Regions from separate parts of the Triticum aestivum genome. Here region 2 is linked to region 1. The links are chromatin contacts, called in public Hi-C maps. All regions are on one chromosome and are shown on one strand. Each heading gives the region's core, a stretch centred on a gene start, on an enhancer-like site or on the middle of the called end of the contact. The rest is flanking DNA. Distances are from core to core; before and after follow the strand shown. Region 1 holds the start of LOC123145414 (actin-histidine N-methyltransferase). Region 2 has its middle 20 kb from the start of LOC123141767.

Region 1 (5,760 bases), core at 1,042-3,541:
ACAAATGTACTGGGACGCTTCGTTTATGGTCCTCTCTACAACGAGTGGAGAATCAAGACCTGTTTACGGAGGTGTGTACACGATTGGAGGCTACGGCGAGGGATACTTTTACCCAACATGGGTGGCAGCATGATCTTAGGATTGGGCCACCGACGGTTTAGGCGCTATTCAAACATGCATTTTTCTTTGTATTTCGCCTTCCTATTTTATTTTCGCTTGTCGTGAGGACTTTGTTGGCTGTGTGCATCTTAGTTATGCAGAGGCCGGGTGTTACTTAAACCTTTTAAGTAATAAAGCGCCCCTTTTCGGATGAAAGGCTAACATGCCAATCAAGAGTACGCAAACAAAATTTGAGTGCACTGTCGATGTGTTTTTACACACAATAATTGCATCTAGTTATAGCATTAATATTTGTGAAGCAAATGCACAAATAAAGAACACAGTAACTCATTAGAGAACAGAAAAATCTGCAATTTTTTGGGCGCAACGACGACAATTACACGTGTAAGATTGAAAAGTACTTGCCTTAACTGACATGTCAGGGCTCTCGACATCTCCTTCCTGGACAATCCTAGCATTCGGGCTAAAACTGTGGTTGCACATATCAACAAGGGGCAACAACATTGGGATTTCACCATGCAGACGGAATGCTCGTGAAGACGCTGCTGACATAGCCCATCCAAGGGAAGACGAGTGCACATCTTGTCCACAAAAAGGATGATCTCCTGAGGGCACAGTACCAAGCTTCTGTTTTACCTCTTTCTCAAACTCAAGAAGGAAGCGGCATCTTTTATTTATCTGAAATAGCATCAGTGAGAAAACAGACAGGAAAATACGATAAGTATCCACTTAGCGGTCGCTATAGTTCTTCACAACCTGGTGGAGGAGAGGAGCATATTGCAAGTTCTTTATGTCTTCCCCTGGAAAGAAGATTGGTACGGTAAAAGTCTCGGGCAGGTTCGCGATATATGGCCACCAAAATGAATCGGATTTTGTCCTTTCTTGAAGCAACCTCAAGCCGAGTCTCATTGACCACAGTTCCTCTGTCACATGCTTACCAGAAGATTCAATTTACTACTTAATAAAAGATAGTTTGCCTAGTTTTGCAGAATGGAATTATGTTCTCAAAAGAAAATACTGAATAAAAATCTCCCTCGTATACTAAACAGAGATAGGAAGATGTGTACATAAATTTTCCATCGTGCAGCTATTCGACCACAAGGCAACATCAGTTTCATAGAAGGATGAGTTATAGAACAAGTTAACAACATGACAGATGAGTCCAAGCTTAAACAATTTAACATGGAAAGCGGTATGGTATTCAGAGCTCTGGCTTTTACATTTTTAGCTAAAAGACACAATAGACTGAACCTGGGGTCAATTAAGTTAGAACACGATATTAATTACTAAGCACTGAACTCTTCTCAGTCTCAGCTTAAACTGACTACAGTTGTCAGCTGGAGAGTAATAAGTTTCATATTGTTATTTGACAACTGGCAGTTTCCAACAGAAAACAGCAACAGTTCAGAGCATAATTTAGCCCAGGAATCTACAACCTACAGGAGACAAAGAAATTGCATCATCATCCATAATATGCCTATTTTGAGTATTTTCAGAAGTTAATAATCCTACTGTTACTAGAGAAGATTTCCGATGAATCGCCCTGATGCCAAAAGAACCGCATTGTTACCAGTTATGCTCCCAATGCATTGTCGAAATGCATCTTAAGCTCGACGCATTCCCGATTACAACCACGATTAAGCTACCACATTATTCCAGAACATATAACGAACCAAAGGAAGATAATCAGATGGGCCAATACCGGGGACTCGGTCGGCGAGCTGCATCAGTAATGCGTCCGCAGCATCGGCTGGGCGGCGGAGTCGCAGCGGGATGCGTCCAGGGAGATCAATGAGGACGGCTCCCGGGGGGATGATGCCGTCGGCCGCCGTGGCGGACACCCCGAGGCCGTACTCGGGGTGATCGGCCACTCGGAGAGCTGGGTGCACGAAACCTCCCTCGCGCTGCACCCACCGGAGCAGGTCCGGCGGCTGCTGCGCGATGCGCGGGGCGGTCGCTGCTGATGCGGCGGAGCAGGACAAGCTGCGGCGGCGGAGCGCGGGTGAAGAGGAGAGGAGGGCGGAGGTCGTGGACGCGAGGGCCTTCCGCGCCGTCGCTGGCGTCGCGCCCGCGGCGGCGGCGGCCATGGGGGGGCGGAGGTGGAGGCGTGCGCGCACGAAGCTGGAGGAGACAGTTTTCTTTAGATGAGGAAGACGGCTGAAAAGTTAAGGGCATCTCCCACGGACATCATTTTTTCAGGAGTTAAATGCACGGTCCTAAAATTTCATCTGTCACTTTAGTCATAATTCTTTCAAAATGCATCTTTAAGTTATAATTCTTTAGTAAGTGGTTTATTCGAGGTTCTTTTTTCACGAGCGCTTGCTGATCTGCCCGTGTGGCACGTTGACCCATGCCACGTTGACAGAGGGCCCAGCCGCCTGGCGAGAAAAATACATTAGAGGTCCTAAAAGTTTCTGGGCAGTATAACTTTAGTCGTACTTCTTTCAAAATGCACGTTTAGGTCATAATTCTATAGTAATTGGTTCACCATAGGTCCTTATTTGCACGATCATCCGCTGACATGCTTGGTTGCGCATTGACCCACGCCACATCGACTTAGGGTCACTAGCAGATGAGGAACATTGCAAAAAAAACCTAAATTTTTTGCCGCTATCGTCCATGGCTATGTGATTTTCTCTACTCTACCACAATCACTACCTGTAGGCATTGATTTAGTTTGACTTGCATTGTTTCATTAAGTTTCTCAAACCGCTTGCTCTGATTTGAGGTTAGGCAGTAGGAGCTTGTGGAGGAGGTAGCGCCGCTGACGATGCTGTAACGCTCCTCTTCGTCACTCGCTTCCCTGCCAAGGAGCTTGCTGCCCTGGCCATGGCAATGATGTGGGCACGAGAGAGAGAGAGAGAGAGAGAGAGAGAGAGACCGGGAAATGTCAAGAGGGGGGTTACAAGGGGCTTTGTGTCAAAAAAGAGCAACCGCAGCGGCCTCTAAGCTGACGTGGCATGGGTCAACACGTCACGCAAGCAGGCCAGTGAACGATCGAGCAAAACAGGACCTCGGGTGAACCACTTACTATAGAATTAGGATCTAAATGTACATTTTGAAAAAAAGAGGACTAAAGTGACATTGCCGAGAAACTTTTAGGACCTCCAGTGTATTTTTCTCGCCTGGCGGTTGGGCCCTTAGTTGATGTGGCATCGGTCAACGCGCCACGTGGGCAGGTCAGCGAGCGCTTGTGAGAAAAGGACCTTGGATGAACCACTTACTAAAGAATTAGGACCTAAAGGTGCATTTTGGAAGAATTGAGACTAAAGTGACAAATCGACGGAACTTTTAGGACCTCCAGCACATTTAACTCTTTTTCTAGTAAACCGGAAGCAAATCGGGGTAGGGCTTTGCAGGCGTTCAGATCACTGTCGCGCAAGCATTCAATAAACCTGGCCTATCCAAACCCTCTTCCTCGTCTCCACACTTTCCCGCCTGAAGCGGTCAGCGCCACTCAAGTGTCGCATTCATGCCGACCAAAAGCAGAGGTGACCTCTCACGTCGTTCCAACATTGAAGTGGCGCGCCAGCCAAGAGGGCCACCCACCCCGTTTCGCGGTGCATGCGACTGCTCCGTGTTCACACTACGTAGATCATCAAATGGACATAGAAATGCACACAATCCATATAAAAGAATCACTAAAAGATCACCACAGTTCATATAATTCACGTAACCGATGGACAAGTTCTAAACTAGATTACTAAAAGCGGAAATAAACATGGAGAGAGTGTCGAGGTTCACCACTTCCTCGCCGGCCCTTTGCCCTTCTGGTCACCGGTGCTACTGTAGGCGTCCGGGTAGGCGGTGGCGGCATGAGGTGGGTAGTCAGAGCTGTCGGTGATGTGGAGGATGAGGAGGAGTCGATGAAGCCCACCATCTTCCGAACGGAGCAGTCCTTCTACCTCTTCAGCTTGGCCGCCCTTGCCACCTCTGTTGTTGCCTCCAACGCCTCGCACGCTGACTGCTCTAGTCCTACCCGGAGCGCCATCGGGTTTTTCCGATGGAGCCGGCGGGCGTCCGTCTTCTCCATTGTCATAAGCGAGCAGCGGTAGACCCATGGGAGGAGCCACTCCTCGTCATCGGGCACCATCGGCATCTAGTGGCGGCAGCGGCGGGAGGACTGTGTGGCCGCATCCGAGGCCGACGCCCTCTCGCTAGCCCGCTGCCTCTCGCGCTGGGCGACGCGCACCTCAGATTCAGGTGTTCGTGTCGGTGGAACCGGCGGAGCGGGGCACTAAACCCACCGCTACCCTTGAGGAGCAGCAGTTGGAGGGTTAGGAAGGCGGCGGCGGGCCATGGATGCGAGCAGGCGCGCCGCGCGGAGCTTTGTGTGGTGCGGGACCAGCCGGCTCCAGCATTGGCACTGTGGCAGGGAGTGGCCAGGGACAGAGCACAGCCGAAGCTACCACCTGTGTCCACCCGCAAGTGCTTCAACGTGAGGGTGGAGGGCCAAATCCTCCTCGTCACCCGCCGCATCATGGAGGAAGGCGTCCCAATCGTCGCTGCTCCCACCGCCTCCATCGCTACCGGAGCTGGACAGGTGGATGGAGAGGAGGAGAGGATTGGATTGGGAGAGATTAATAATTCTAATTTAAATATTACAATCCAACTAAGTTTTCAAACAAATAGTTTAATTTGAATCCAACTTACACATATGTTCTAGTTGTCCCCTTAATCGCCCATAGATGCTCAACCAAACCTTTCTTGAACTTCTTATGAGTTGATCGGTGCTAATTTTGATGCATATGAACAAACTCATCAAACATAGACAGTTTCCAGTGTAGAAGTTGAATACGATCACCCATGTTCTCAAATTTCTGATCTCTGGCAACATCTTCACCCTCATCCTCCATGATCATGTTGTGCATGATCACACAATATGTCATTACCTCCCGCAAGGTCTCTGAATCCCATTGTTTAGCATATTTATGAACAACTGCAAAATGGGATTGGAGCACTCCAAAAGCCCTCTCCACATCCTTTTTAGCTCATTCTTGTCTTTGGATAAGGTGATCTCTTTTTTGACCAACTGACTTAGAGATGGTCTCAACTAATGTAGCCAGCGGAGGATAGATATCGTCTACAGATGGTGGCGCATGTTCTAATGATGTCCACTAACAGTGTAGCTGGAAGGAGGAGCTTGTTCTCCAGTCAACTTATCAAACAACGGAGACCGTTGCAGCATATTGATGTGATTGTGAGACCCGAACATGCCAAATCCAGAGAACATGCAATACAAATACATCAAGAATGATGGTTGGCTTCTTAAAATGGCCCTGATATTGCCCTTCCAGAGCTTTTTGGGCAGTTCTTACATCTCCAGTGCATGCAATCAAGATATCCAAGCAAACCTGGCCACCCTCTTACATCGGATATTGCAAGGAGCCTTTTGGTTTTCGTGACAGTTGGTTCTCTCAAGTATCGAGGTCCAAACACCTCGAAAGTGAGGGACACTTCCCGCGCATCCGGCAAGCCAATGACGTCGGAGAAGTGATGGAATGCGACCTCAACCATCGCCGCCTTGCCAGAGATGACCTTATCACTGACACGAATCTGAAAGATATGGGTTTTCTGCTTACGATGAGACGCATGGATCTCGAAGAAAGCAAAGTTATAGTGTCCCCTTCCACCCACCCC
Region 2 (5,760 bases), core at 1,509-4,008, 260 kb before region 1:
CACTCTGACAACTCCATAGAGAGCTGGAGCGCTTTGGCGTTTTTCGGTCGGAGCCGCCGCGCATGCGACTCCACTGTGGTGAGGGAGCGCAGGAGGACGGACCTGATGAGCGCGTCCTCGAGATCAACCGGCACGCGCACGATTGCCCGGTACCACACCGACGCGTCACCCGCCGCCATGGCCTCCCTCGTGCGCGTTGCCGCTCGCGCCATGTGGCCCGTGCCTTCGACTTGGGCATCCTTGATCGGCCTGGCGCCGACGAGAGCACAAGAACCCAGCGGTGCCCCTGGACGGCCTCCGGAGGTAAATGGGATGTGGTAGCGGCGGGGGGGGGGGGGGGGTAGGGGTTTGACTTACCTGGAGTGGGCGACATTACCATAGGTGCTGCTCCCCGGATGAGAGGGCCCGACAACGTCACCTGCACTGCGACGACAAGTGAAGGGGACGACGGTCGCTCCACAAGCTACCACATTGATCTAGATGCGAGCGGCGCCAAGCGATGCGGAGAGCGACCGCATGGACGTCGCTCTCGTCGCCGTCGGAGACGGGGCAGTTGTGGTCATCCACAATGGATCGGATATGGAGAGTAAGCAACAGATTTGGAAGAGGAGTGGACTGAGAGAGTTGAGTGGACTGAGTGGACTCCGATCTAGGGTTTATTGGAGGGGATATTTGTGGTGTCAGGGTGGACCAGACTGACGTGGCGGACACGCCCGGACCGCCCTACATTTGAGCTGGAATGAGGGGCCGAACAACACAGACATTGTGCCTGGTTTAAGGTGCCCAAATGGGTTAGATTTTTTTGACCGGATAGTGACCGGGTGACCTACCCAGACATTTGAGAGCTATTTGACACACCCGGCTGTAGATGCTCTAAATGGCTGCGGCTGGTGGCCTTTCCATGCGGCCTACTGCCAGGCAGACAAAAAGCACGGGTCACCTACCGTATTTAGGGCCTGTTTGGTTTCCTTCCAGAGAAAGCTGCCTGACTCAGGTAGGAATCTCAGGCGTTGGATTTCCTAAGCCTGAGGCTGAGATCGCTGCCTGAGAAAAAACATACCTGTATGGCCTCCATCCAAACAGGCCCTTACTTTGACGTGTTTTCGGGGGTGCGCCTATATCTCGCCTTCAGCGAGTCTGGCTTCAGACTCGAGCGAGCTACGCCTGCTCACGACCGTGGGAGGCTTTGGTCTCTTTTTCCTGTTTTTCCTGTTTTATATTTTCATTGTGCTTATATTTTCGTACTTTTGTTTATACTTTAAAATCTCTCTCTCTCTCTCAAAAAGCACTCTTCAAAAAATATTTGAAAAAAATCTTGAACAAGTATTTAAAAAATGTTGAACATGTATTTAAAAAAGTTTAAAAGTATTGAAAAAAATATTGATCATTTATATAAAAATGCCAAACAGGTATTCGAAATTTTTTGTACAAGTAATTTAAAAAGTTTGAACAAGCATGTGACAAACAATGTTGATCATGTATATAAAAATGTTGAAAAAGTATTTGAAAATGTTGAACAGGTATTTAAAAAATGTTAATGATGTATAAAAAAATTGAAAAAGTATATAAGAATGTAGAATAAAAAAGAAACAAAGAAAAACCAATAAAATTAAAACTGAAAAAAAAAACAGAGGAGAAATACAATGAAAAGAACTAAAAAAGAAATGAAAAAACCGGAGAAAAAAACAAAAGAAAAACAAAAAAAAGGAAAAAAAAAGGGAAAAACCAGCTTGACTCGCTTCAAGTAGGAGAAAAACAAAAATAAACCAAACCGGGATCAAAGGAAAAACCAGCTTGACTCGCCTCAAGTATAACGCTCCATAGATTTCATCAAAATATTGTACACTAGCATAGTGTCTAGCTGCTCTGCTTCCTAGGAGACCGGGATCAAAGCCCACCTAGCGCGCTCTTGTTTCTCTGTAATATTCCTTGTCTTACATTCGCTCCAATGAGCCGAACCATCACTGTAGACTTCGACGCAAGTGTAAGACTTTGTCTTGCTTAAAGCAAGAAATAGCTCTTGCTGGTTTTTGTAAGGTCCTCACCAGATTTAGTTTCTGTTCTCCTTTTTCCATGTTTTTCTCGACAGGTCTTTATTGCCTTTTTATTTCCCTTTTTCCTGCTCTTTTGTTTTTGTTTTTATTCATTTCTCAAATATATTTTGATTTGTTTAGTACATGGTGAACATTTCATATCACTCGTTGTTCATTTTTTAAAGTTTCATGAATATTTCTTAAAATGTGTGAACATTTTTGAAAATGTTATTGTTGATTTTTAAAAATTATTAACATTTATTATACTTTACGAATATTTTCTTTAAATTATGCGAGCAAATTTTAATATTGCAAGAATTTTTGTTAAATTGTTTAGCATATTTTTCAATGCATGAATAACTTTAGTGTCATGGGATTTTTTTAATGGAATGGACATTTTTTGCAACTAACAAGAACAAGTTTTTCATATTTTAGTGAAGATTTTAAAGATATCATGAACAAAATTAAATGACGAAAGTACAAATGCTAGCCAGCAGTGCTTTTGCTAACATACAAGCGTCCAGGATGCTGCCTAGCTTTGTCTAAAAGAGGCTAGTCTGGCAATTATGGGGGAATACAAAAAGAACACTCTACCGGCAGTGATAATGGGCCGGCCTAATGACGAAGGGGCGATGTTGCTACCAGCAGTATGCGAGGGGACCTTCTATACCGCGTGTGAGCGCTAGCGCCACGGGCGAATCCTATTTAGCGCTGCAAGTACCCATTAATGTGTATTCTGCAAATAGGCACATGCAGCGCCCCGCATTGGGCCGGCCCATCCGGAGAATCCTATTTAGCGCTGCAAATGCCTGTTAATGTGTATTATGCAAAGGGACGCGTACAACGCCTCGCGCTGGGCCGGCCAATATAGTAGTTTTACAAACGTAACAAAGACGCGGGAATGGGGTTTCGAACCCACAACCAGTTTGCAGCAAGGGCATCATTACAGCCATCGGGCTACGCCTCGCTGGTTGACTGGTCGTTATCTTTTCCTCTCGTTCTTTACTTCGGTTTATTTTTTCTTTTCTATTTTCCTTTTTTCTTATCCTTTTCTGTTTTCTTCTTTTTGTTTTCTTTAATCCGCACTTTAAAATTCATGAAACATTTTTCCAAAATGATATAAAGAAATTCAAATTTGATGAATGTTTTTCAAATTTGATGAACTTTTTTCAATACAAAGAACTCTTTTCAAATATGATGAACTTTTTTAAAATTCGATGAACTTTTTCCAAAATTGATGAACTTTTTTTGAAATTTGATAATTATTTTTTCAAATTTTATGAAGAAATCTCAAGTTCGATGAACCCAATTTCAAATTCGATGAACCCAGTTTCAAACATGAACTTTTTTAAAATTTGATTCATTTTTTTCCAACTTCAATGAACTTTTTGTCAAATTGGAGGAATTTTTTCAAAACCATGAACTTTTTTCTAACTGATGGTCGTTTTTCATTGTTGTGAACTTTATAAAAAATGAGTGCACTTTTTTCCATTTCATGAACTTTTATTTATGAATTCGTGAAATTATTTGAATACATGAACCTTTTTTACATTAGCCAACTTTTTATGCATGTTTGTCAACTTTCGAAATGTGTTCACATTTTTTCCATACATTCACGTTTTTCATGAATGTTTTCAAGTAATTCAATAAATCTAATCGAGGGACTATACAATAAGTAGCGCTGCCATGCTGGTTCTTAAATCAGTTTGTGCTGAAGTGAATCACTAGCAGCCAGTAGGTGTACGTTTGGCCAAACTCGAAGACGAGTGTGAGGTCGCCAGTTCAATTCACAGAGATCCAATTTTTTAGATGTTTTTTCGCACAATAACACAATTTTTTCTGCGTGCGCATTCGTGGACCGGCCCACGAGGTGCTGCCAGCCGCTGCCTCCGTCGGCGCTCCCCCACGGGCCAGCGTGCACGTCCTCCCCTTGAGCAGGCCGGGACGCCACTCCTTTTGTTCATTACATTTTGCTTTGCTTCTTTTTTATTCCTTAGAATAATTCAGTATTTCTAAAAAGTTCTAAGTTTTAAAAAAGTGAATTTGGGGAAAATAATCCTGAATATAAAATATTTGTGGATTAAATAAATGTTTATTATTTTGAAAAAATGTTCATGAAGTTGAACAAAAAATTGTGATTTCAAAAACATCGGAAAAGTGGTTCACAAAAAATGATTGTGAATTTCAAAAAAAGTTCACCGATTCAAAAGATGTTCGTTGATATAAAAAATGTTCGCCGATTCAAAAGATGTTCATTGATTCAGAAAAATGTTCACAAGTTTAAAAAATGTTTCATAATTTCAAAAACAAATGTTCGCAATAGATAAAAACATGTTCGCGGTTTGCAAAAACGTTCACGGTTTCAAAAACAAAATGTTCATGAATTCAAAAAAAATCACGATTTCAAAAAGTTGTTAGTGAACTTAAGAAATGTTCATGATTTAGAAAATACTTTGTGAGTTCAAAAAAATGTTCATGATTGCAAGAAAATATTCATGAATTTGAAAAGATGTTCACAATACCACAAGAAGAAGAAAAAAAGAAAAAAAGAAAAAACGCAAAAAAAAACTTAAAAAGAAAAATATTTTTTTTGGAAGAATAAATATGGAAAAAATCCGGTTCAAGGAAGATTCTAGAACATTTCAAAAACCGGTATGGGAAGAATACAAATGGGCCGGCCCAGAAGAGGACCACGTGCACGAGGGAGATACGCTCTAGGTTGCTACATAGCGACCTATGCGCAGAATAGGATTCCTCATATGCGAGGTCTAGGCGAGCAACTATGAAGCCTCCAACAGTTTATGAAACGCGCTCCATATAATTTATGGGGCTACCAATACTATGTATCGGATATAGTTTCTCTTTTTTAACACAGTTTGACGCAAACGTTCATTTTGTACGCTTGTTTTCTTGGTAAATAGATTGTTTTCTAGCACACTTTGCCTTGAGCTTGCTTGCCATATAGGTTGTGTTCACGTAGTTGCATATCCAGCGTGTCGATCCAACCCCCAAGTTGACCGTATCGATCCTTTCAATTAGTATTATAGCTTTTGATTCTCAATTGTTATTTTGCCCGATTGGTCTGGAGGAGGATTATGACTGATCCGGTTTCACGAGTCTCTCCCTGAGCTCCGGTCCGATGGAGGGTATGATCTATTCATGGTGGCTTGACCTGGGGCATGAAATCCCTAAGGTGAACCGAAGAAAGTTTGATGGAACAATGGTCTACACTCTGGCAGATTTGGAAAAGTAGGAACGGGAGAGTGTTTGAGCACAATTACTTAGAGGTCCAAGATACATTTCCTAGAATTAAGCCCTGCTCCACGCCTAGACCTCCATGCCGGTGGCCACTCCGGCCCTGGCGTCCACATCCAACCCTCTACGCCGGTTGCCACTCCGGCCCCGGCGTCCACAACACTATTGCCGGCAATCTTCGCATCGATTCCACCCACCATTCACATATCATGGCTCTGGCCGACCTCAACTTCGACAAGGGTCAAGACTTCGCCGCTGAGATTTGGAGGAAATGGGGTGTTCCCATCAAGCATGAAGAGGGACAGGAATCAGAAGTATTTCCTCTAGTGGCAGAATTCACCAGATCAAGACTCCGTCTCACTGAAGAATCGGTTAGCACAATTCTCTTGGCTTGTTTTGGAGGAAGAGCTTCACTTTTTAAAGTTAAGTTACTTCAAAATTGGTCTTTCAAGTTCTTGGTCTCATCTAAAGA

What was found. A called contact is a pair of places that touch in the nucleus more often than the background predicts.
Region 2: a Hi-C map of an unstated tissue shows a contact between it and region 1, with 6 times the contacts expected there. The contact joins the enhancer-like site here to the promoter of LOC123145414 in region 1. A contact is called at or near these places in 2 of 5 Hi-C or Micro-C datasets (leaf and an unstated tissue).

What each region holds. Positions count from the first base shown.
Region 1 is chr6D:406,623,053-406,628,812 of IWGSC CS RefSeq v2.1, reverse strand. It overlaps LOC123145414 (actin-histidine N-methyltransferase), which reads right to left and starts at 2,291. Exons shown (of 5, transcript XM_044564819.1): 1 at 1,823-2,291; 2 at 877-1,043; 3 at 526-798. The coding sequence starts at 2,207.
Region 2 is chr6D:406,883,814-406,889,573 of IWGSC CS RefSeq v2.1, reverse strand. No RefSeq gene overlaps it. Among protein-coding and RNA genes, the nearest start is that of LOC123141767, 20 kb to the right of the region's middle. Within about 2 kb of position 2,758, at least 1 of the 8 cell types and tissues checked has an H3K27ac peak or open chromatin away from gene starts, as enhancers often do.